2 separate regions of the Mus musculus genome follow, and region 1 is linked to region 2. A link is a contact called in public Hi-C data. All regions are on one chromosome and are shown on one strand. Each heading gives the region's core, a stretch centred on a gene start, on an enhancer-like site or on the middle of the called end of the contact. The rest is flanking DNA. Distances are from core to core; before and after follow the strand shown. Region 1 overlaps L3mbtl1 (L3MBTL1 histone methyl-lysine binding protein). Region 2 holds the start of Jph2 (junctophilin 2).

Region 1 (3,686 bases), core at 582-3,081, 420 kb after region 2:
ACTTGGACAGAAAGGTTCGAGTTCCAGAGCCCCAGCAGGAACCTAGCTGGCAGTGAGAGACTGTTGGAGACTGGCAAGAAGGGCCAGGGAGGTCAGAGACAGGAGAGGGGACCTTTCCAACTCCACCATAAGCGGCTTTCCTTAGACTCGAGAGCAGAATGAGAAATGTTTAAGGGACAGAGTGAATGTGATGCCATAGTGGTTGTGTGCTAGCCAGTGCTACACCCTCCTGGCAGGAGGCTGGGCTGGCAGGGGCCTCTCCCTCATGTGCACTATCTTGGCTGAGAGCCACAGTCAGAGAAAATGATACAGCCATCACGCTTTCTGGAGCTAGTCAAAGCCTCCAGTGTGTCTGACGTCCTAGTCAGGACCGCTTGCCAGGGCAGACTTCATCTCCCCCCACACCCAATAGAGACAGCAGCAGGGAACTTAGGCCCTGCTTGTTAGGACATGGGCTCTAACCATCTGCTCACTCCGTACTGCCCACTTCAACGCCGAGTGATCTTGAACTGAACGTGTTCAGGAAGGTGGTGCCTGGGCTCTCAATCTCTGCCTAGAGGCAAAAGGGAGAAGACAGCCAGAGGCTCCTAGTAAGATGCTCCCATATTTCTGAGTCTTAAGCATCTATGGGGGAAGAGAGCCATGGGGCCTGGCTGGACCATGAACGGGGAGCAAGGGTATACAGCCAACAGCGGACAGGGAGGGAGGCGCCTATCATGTGTAAAATGTGCACACCAAGGTCATGGCCAGTTCTTCGTAGGAGGAGATGGGCCAAGGAGGAGAAAGGACATAGAGATGCCAAAAAGCGACATAGGTCTGAATAGAGGATGCCTACCCTACCTAGCTCCTCCTAATTCCTAAGACAATAACCAAGGTGGCTAAAGCTGTAGGCTACCCCAGCCAGGATACCTGCGGCCCTTATATCAGTCAGGTCTCGGTTTAGTCACACCTTCCCCGGGGCAACTGAACTCTAGGACCGAGGGCTGAGACCTGCTTCCCCAGGCTCCTCTGCTCCCGCACATCTAGTCAGACAGTGAGGGCAGGGGTGCAGAACTCAAGTTGGGAGAGAAGCACCATTTGCAGAGGGAGCCCCGCGAGGATGGGAGGAGCCCCCACTTCCCCGCCCCCAACCAGTCACTTAAAGGCATCGTCAGTGTTTTTGAACATGAGAATGGCGTTATAGATCTTCAAGGCTGGGCCTAGCTTGACACTCATGATCTTCACAATGTCCGCCTGTGTCAGCAAAAGGAAGGCCTCGCCGTCAATCATCTGAGGGGGTGGGAGAGTGAGAAGGAGATGGGGGGGGAAGGTATGGGGGGGGGAGGTCAGGTGTGGTGGTGGGGGTGAGGTGAAAGGAAGGTAGGGGCAGATATGGTGGGAAGTAGGGGGAGGGGAGAAAGGGCATGTGGTGGGTAGGGAAGGGAGGGAGGGCAAAAAGAAAAGACAAGGGAGGGAAAAAGGAGAGAAGGAAGACAACAATGGGGGCGGAGAAGGAACGCAAGAAGCCTGGTCCCCCGCACCACACACATTCAGCTTTTCTTTGTCTTTCTGCTGACTGCTCTGTGTCAGACATGTACACTGGAAAAGCGTCTTTGGAGCCCTTACAGACAGTAGCTTCGAGAAAACAGTTGCTGCTGACACAGTTGTGGGGCTTGCTACCAAACGACAACTCGGAGCTTCTTGTTTGAAAGTTTGCAAGAATTTCAAAATAGTGGCAGCAGAGCACCAAGCCAGCTGCCAGGTCCTTCTAAGCACAGGGCCCCAGGATATTGTTGCACAGACTGCACGCTCGCCCGTCTCAGGAGCAATCCTGGCTCCTGGTCTGAGCGGCTTCACTCATTAGTCATCAGCTTTAAAAACACTGCCTGGACTCACTTTGTAACCGGGGCAACAGCTTCCATATCTACGCGTGGGATCTAGCATTTGTGAACCGCCCGAAGCCAAAAGAGAGCAAAGACAAACAAAAACAAAGACAACAGAAACCCCACAGCTGCCTGTGGGGACCCACCTGTCAAGCTCAGGGCGACTAACAGCAAGCTGGGGATTTTGAGGGCTATCGCATGGGGTTCACTGTAACCTCTGACCTATTCCTGCCCCCCAAATCAGAGAGATGGAGAACACTCCAATGTAAACAAGCTTTTGGATCTGATTTTTAGTTGTAAGCCTTCTTCTATTAAAGTTATTTACTTTGTGTATGTACGGATGTGAGTGTTGGTGTTGAATGTGTGCACATTACTACACGTGTGTGGAGGCCAGAGGGCAATTTCCAGGAGTCAGCGCTCTCCTTCCATCATGGGAGTTTTAGGGATCAAACTCAGGTCTTCAAGCTTGGTGTCAGGCACCTTTACCAGCTTATTAGCCAACTTGCTGGTCCTGACTCCGAGACTTTTTAAAAAAATATATATCACAAGGAAAAAAAAAGAGAGTGAGAGACAAGATAAGAGAATACTCTCATAGCATTGAAAATGTAAACGAGGAAAATACCTAATAAAAAAAAGAGAATACTCTCCTAGAACAGGAGATATTGAAGGGCTACAAAACACCTGAAATAATTTATATGGGCCTTATTTGGCTCAAGAACGATTTTTTAAAAAACGTTCTGAGGTGACAAGAAATGTGGGGAAGGGCAGGGCTTGGTCGGTAGGTCAGAGAAGCTAGTACTGATTGCTTGCTTTCGCAATAACAGCGTTGTTTTAAAAAGTCACGAGTCACAGTGGTCAGAGGTGAAAGACCGTGAGGTCTGCAATTTACTTCCAGCTGCCTCATCCCCAGACAGATGGAGCCAGTGTGTGAAAGGCTGAGAAGTGTGTATTCCAGTCCCCAAAGCCAGCTATGGGGAGGGAGAAGGGGGGAGAAGGCAGGGCAAGGGGTTTGTGAGGCATGGGACTGAGAGGGAAACCTTTAAATGTCCATGGACAGGAGAGCTGCCCCCTGAGCATCAAGTGGAGAAAAACTCTGAGTGTATGCAGCACGTCACAGCACTACAGGGAACGAAGAGAGACCCACAGAGCACCGCTGTCTGATCCCGCGCACACAGTTCAAGAACAGGCAAAGCCAATCTATAAATCCACAGTGCTAAAAAAAATATGACGATCTACAGTGGTTATGTTTTGGGGTGAGGCCCGACCAGAAGAGGCTGAGGCAGAACTTTCTGGTATGATGGGGATATTCTGTCTTGATGGAAGTGGACTCAAGTCCACGTGTTTCATAAAATGGTGGCATTGGCTATTCACCTCGGTCATCTGGAGTGGGTGGGTGGTGGACATCGCTACTGAGCAGTGATAAAGGACTGTTTTAGCATGCAAGAAGCTGGGGGCTTAACTCCAAGTACCAAAATCAAACCAAACCAAACCAAACCAAACCAAACCAAACCAAACCCCTAAGCAAATGAGAGAAAAAAAAAAGCCATTCCAGGGAGAAAGAGCTTAATGCGTTTACTCTGTGTTGGTCAGAATGTTCTAGAAGTAGGAGTCTGTCTGGACTGACACGCAGAGAGCATAGATAAGATGGGCAATACAGGGGCAAGACCAGAGACCACACTGTGCTGCTGCAAGGGAATGCCTCTGTTGTTTTGTAAGGAAGCCTTAAACACACTCAAGGGCTCCTTCCAGTTTCAAACTCTACAAATTAAAAGAGTCGCAAATAAAGTTCTTTATTTAAGGACAACTGTGCACAAAAAGTCAGAC
Region 2 (3,737 bases), core at 446-2,945:
GACTGCCTATCTGGAAAGAGTTTGGAAAAGAGTGGGGGCGGGGCAGGTGTTTTTAGCGGGGGAACTGCCTGATCAGGCTGAAGGTCCACCTGGACAGGGTGCCAGCCACCTGGCCGAGATGATGGCCGGTGTGGAGGCTGGTACTGAAATGTGGACCAAGAGGACTTTGTAAGGTCAGTGGCTACATAATCATGAGAAGCAGCAACTAGCAGGGACCGTTATCAGCAGAGTGGAAAGCAGAGAACACAGTCTTCCCATTTCTAAAACAAGGAAATGAATGCAGTGACGTTCAGTGGCCAAAACCATCATGGGATTTGGGAATGCGTCAGACAGACGTGGTAGAAGTCAGATAACTGTCTCACGCTCCCTTGGACCTCAGCTTTTTTCTTTTAGTTTCTTCTTTTCTTTCTTTGTTTCCTGTTTCTTTCTTTGTTTCCTTGTTTCTTTCTTTGTCTCTTTCTTCCTTCCTTCCTTCCTTCCTTCCTTCCTTCCTTCCTTTCTTTCTTTCTTTCTTTCTTTCTTTCTTTCTTCGGTGATTTCTAACCTTCCTCCATTCCAGCCATGTTATGAACACACACACACACGCACACACACACACACACACACACACACACACACACACACTTCCATGAGCAGGAAGGAGACTTTCCTCCCCTCTGCACTCCTCACACAGGCTGTGGGCTGTGGTGGAGTGAGATTCATTTTAGAAATATTCAGGATCGTTATTTTTGCAATATTCCCCTTCCCAAGCTTGCTTCTGCCCCAGCTCCTTAAGAGCACATAAGGCCAGGCTTCAGCGGCTCCTGTGGCAGGAGCAAAAGGCTTTGGTGAATTTCTAGCACCCAGGTCTCCACCAACTTCTAGTAAGAAGAAATACATCTCCAAGACAATGAAGACACCGTGGTCTTGGCTGAGGACTGTCAGCCCTAGAAGTGCTTTACACTCCCCCAACCCCCTCTCATGGGTTCTGGGGTTCGAATGCATGACAAGTACTTTATCAACTGATCCATATCCCCTGCCTCCTGAACTAGTTCCCTTTATCAGGGTTCTCCCCCAGTTTTCTGAGCTAGGGCTGGGGTAGAAAATGTAAGCCCAGAATGCCTGCTTGTTTGCGTTTGCACCCTGGTTAGACCCTCTCTGATCATTCTGAGTTCCACTCTGCTTTCAAAGGCATATGTGCAACCGTCCTCCATTCCTTTCTCTGTAGGTCACTGGATTCTTCAATGGGATTGGCAGAGGGACCAAAGCCCCAGGTCCTGCCTCGGCATGCTCGAAGTGGTAGGGCCCCATGTCTGCCACCCCCTGAACTCTGGGGATACAAAGTGGCCCTGGATAAGATGGTCTGCTGGTCTCCGTCTCTTCTCCCTGCCTGCGGAACCTGGGGACTTCTAGATGGGAGGCAGCTCTGATCCACAAGAAGGCAAGCCACCAAGTAGCTAAGCTGTCCACACTTCGTTCTCAGATTTCCTGCTCAGCCCCCTCGGGCCACTGCCTGGGTCTGCAGGCCCAGCGGATTGGAAGCCCCCCTCCCTCCCTCCGGCTCTGAAGGAGGCTGGGCCAGCCAGGGGGTTATTTTGGGAGCAGCTTCTGAGATCCAATGGCCTTGTTAGGGCAACACTGACCTTTCTATCCTGGGAGGAAGGCAGGGCTGGAGAAGGGGCGGGGCAGCTGGGAGATCTGAGCCGCATGCCCACTGGGGTGGATGAGAAGGGGGCCAGCGGCTGCTTCAGGGTGGGTGGCGACAATTTAGCCTCGGCTGGGCTGCTAAACCGGGAACTGTCCCTCTTTGAAAAGACAGGACCCCTCAACTCCTTTCGTTGCTTTTCTTAAGGAGAGCACACCAGACTCCATGGAAGCTGGACCTGGGACGCTTTGTGGGAACTTGGAGTCTCTTCGGTCGGCTTCCTTTTCAAGTTGCTGCCTTGTTGGGGTGACTGAGGAGGCCTCCCAGCCATGGCACTGACCAGCGCCCCCACTGCTGACTTGGCCTTTGGGCTTTTGCTGCCTCTGTTGGCATCTTGCTTTTTTCCACCTCTAGCCCGGTGGTGAGTCTAGGGGCTCAACCTGAAGGTGCCTGGAGAACATCAGGTACCCCTACGCCCAAGCTGGAGGACGGAGGAGTTGTCAGGAGCGAGGATGAGATGAGCGGGGGCCGCTTTGACTTTGATGATGGCGGGGCGTATTGTGGGGGCTGGGAAGGGGGAAAGGCACACGGGCACGGACTGTGCACCGGCCCCAAGGGCCAGGGTGAATACTCGGGCTCCTGGAATTTTGGCTTTGAAGTGGCAGGCGTCTATACCTGGCCCAGTGGGAATACCTTTGAGGGATATTGGAGCCAGGGCAAACGACATGGGCTTGGCATAGAGACCAAGGGGCGCTGGCTCTACAAGGGGGAGTGGACGCATGGCTTTAAGGGGCGCTACGGAATCCGGCAGAGCACAAACAGTGGTGCCAAGTACGAGGGCACTTGGAATAACGGCCTACAGGACGGCTATGGCACGGAGACCTACGCAGACGGAGGTGAGTCTTGCTCATCCCGCAGAGCTTGAGGGGGGTCCTGAAGGGACGGTGGGGAACAGCAGTGTAGTTGGCAAAGAAATAGATGGTCTAAGGTGATAGTTCCTGTGTGGCTTTGGGTAAGCTACTCTGCCTCTCTGTATCCATTTTCTTATCAGAAAAGGTAGGGCACTAAGGCAGTTCTTGAGGACCAGCAGGACTGAAGAGTACAAGGCTGTCCTACAGATGGACACTTGATAGGATGTAATCACTTCTCTTTACTCTCGAGGTATGTAAGCAGCTAGATTTTAGCTTGTGTTTTAGCAGAACTGGGGGCTGGCCTCAACTTTGCTATGAAAAAATTTTCACGGGGTAGATCATAAGAGTGTTTATTCATTCGTTTCTCCATCCATCTATCCATCCAACCACCCAACTTTCATCCACCCATCCCTCCACCCACACATCCACCCATCCATCCTTCTCCCATTCACTCATCCGTCTACTCACCCATCCCATCCACCAGCCCACCCATCCCTTCTTGCATTTACCCAGCTTACATCTACCTGTCTACCCACCCACCCACCCACCCACTCATTCATCCATCCCTTCATCCATTCACCTAGCAGCTATTTACCTATTCATCCATTCATCCACCAACTCACCTATCCATGGATCCATTGATCAATACATCCACCCACCCAGCAGCTATTTACCTGTCCATCCATCCATCCATCCATCCATTTACTCATACATTCTTTCATTCACCACATATTTCTAGACAATTGCTCCATATCCCCAGCCTTTTTCAATGCATATTTTGGTGGGACCTCCTATTTGTCTGTTATTGCCCAAATGATGAGATACAAAAAGGACATAGACTCTGGCTTCAAAGATAGGCAGGCCGGCTAGCATCTCACTCAAACATGATAGAGTGGTGGTAGGAAAGGGCAGACACATCTGAGGGGCAGGGGGAAGGCTTTCAGAACATGACTCCTGAGCTAGATTTTTGGTGAGGGAGGTGTGATCGCAAGAGTAGGAGATGGAGACTATCCCAGCAGAGAGGGGACGGACGTAAAGAGAGTCAGAGAATGTCATAAGATAAAGAGGAGTTTTCTGAGGCAAAAGAACACTGGGAAATGGCCTTACCTTACCTGCAGGTGTGACTTGGATATGTTGCTTGCCTGGGCCTTAGTTGCTCATCCATACACTGGGGCACTTAGGGCATCAGTACTGCTCAAAGC

Evidence for each region. A called contact is a pair of places that touch in the nucleus more often than the background predicts.
Region 1: a Hi-C map of liver shows a contact between it and region 2, with 3 times the contacts expected there. The contact joins the enhancer-like site here to the promoter of Jph2 in region 2. A contact is called at or near these places in 12 of 39 promoter capture datasets (the 3T3-L1 cell line, the C10 cell line, the HPC-7 cell line and 8 more), 10 of 484 Hi-C or Micro-C datasets (the G1E-ER4 cell line, the N1E-115 cell line, cortical neurons and 3 more) and 1 of 115 datasets of contacts at active chromatin or transcription factors (embryonic midbrain).

Annotation. Positions count from the first base shown.
Region 1 is chr2:162,971,971-162,975,656 of GRCm38.p6, reverse strand. It overlaps L3mbtl1 (L3MBTL1 histone methyl-lysine binding protein), which reads right to left. Exons shown (of 23, transcript NM_001081338.2): 23 at 1-1,269. The coding sequence ends at 1,135. Among named protein-coding and RNA genes, the nearest start is that of Sgk2, 14 kb to the left of the region's middle. Within about 2 kb of position 1,831, at least 84 of the 459 cell types and tissues checked have an H3K27ac peak or open chromatin away from gene starts, as enhancers often do. A contact at or near this core is called in the N1E-115 cell line, hippocampal neurons and liver, where this site is marked.
Region 2 is chr2:163,395,931-163,399,667 of GRCm38.p6, reverse strand. It overlaps Jph2 (junctophilin 2), which reads left to right and starts at 1,695. Exons shown (of 6, transcript NM_021566.2): 1 at 1,695-2,520. The coding sequence starts at 2,142.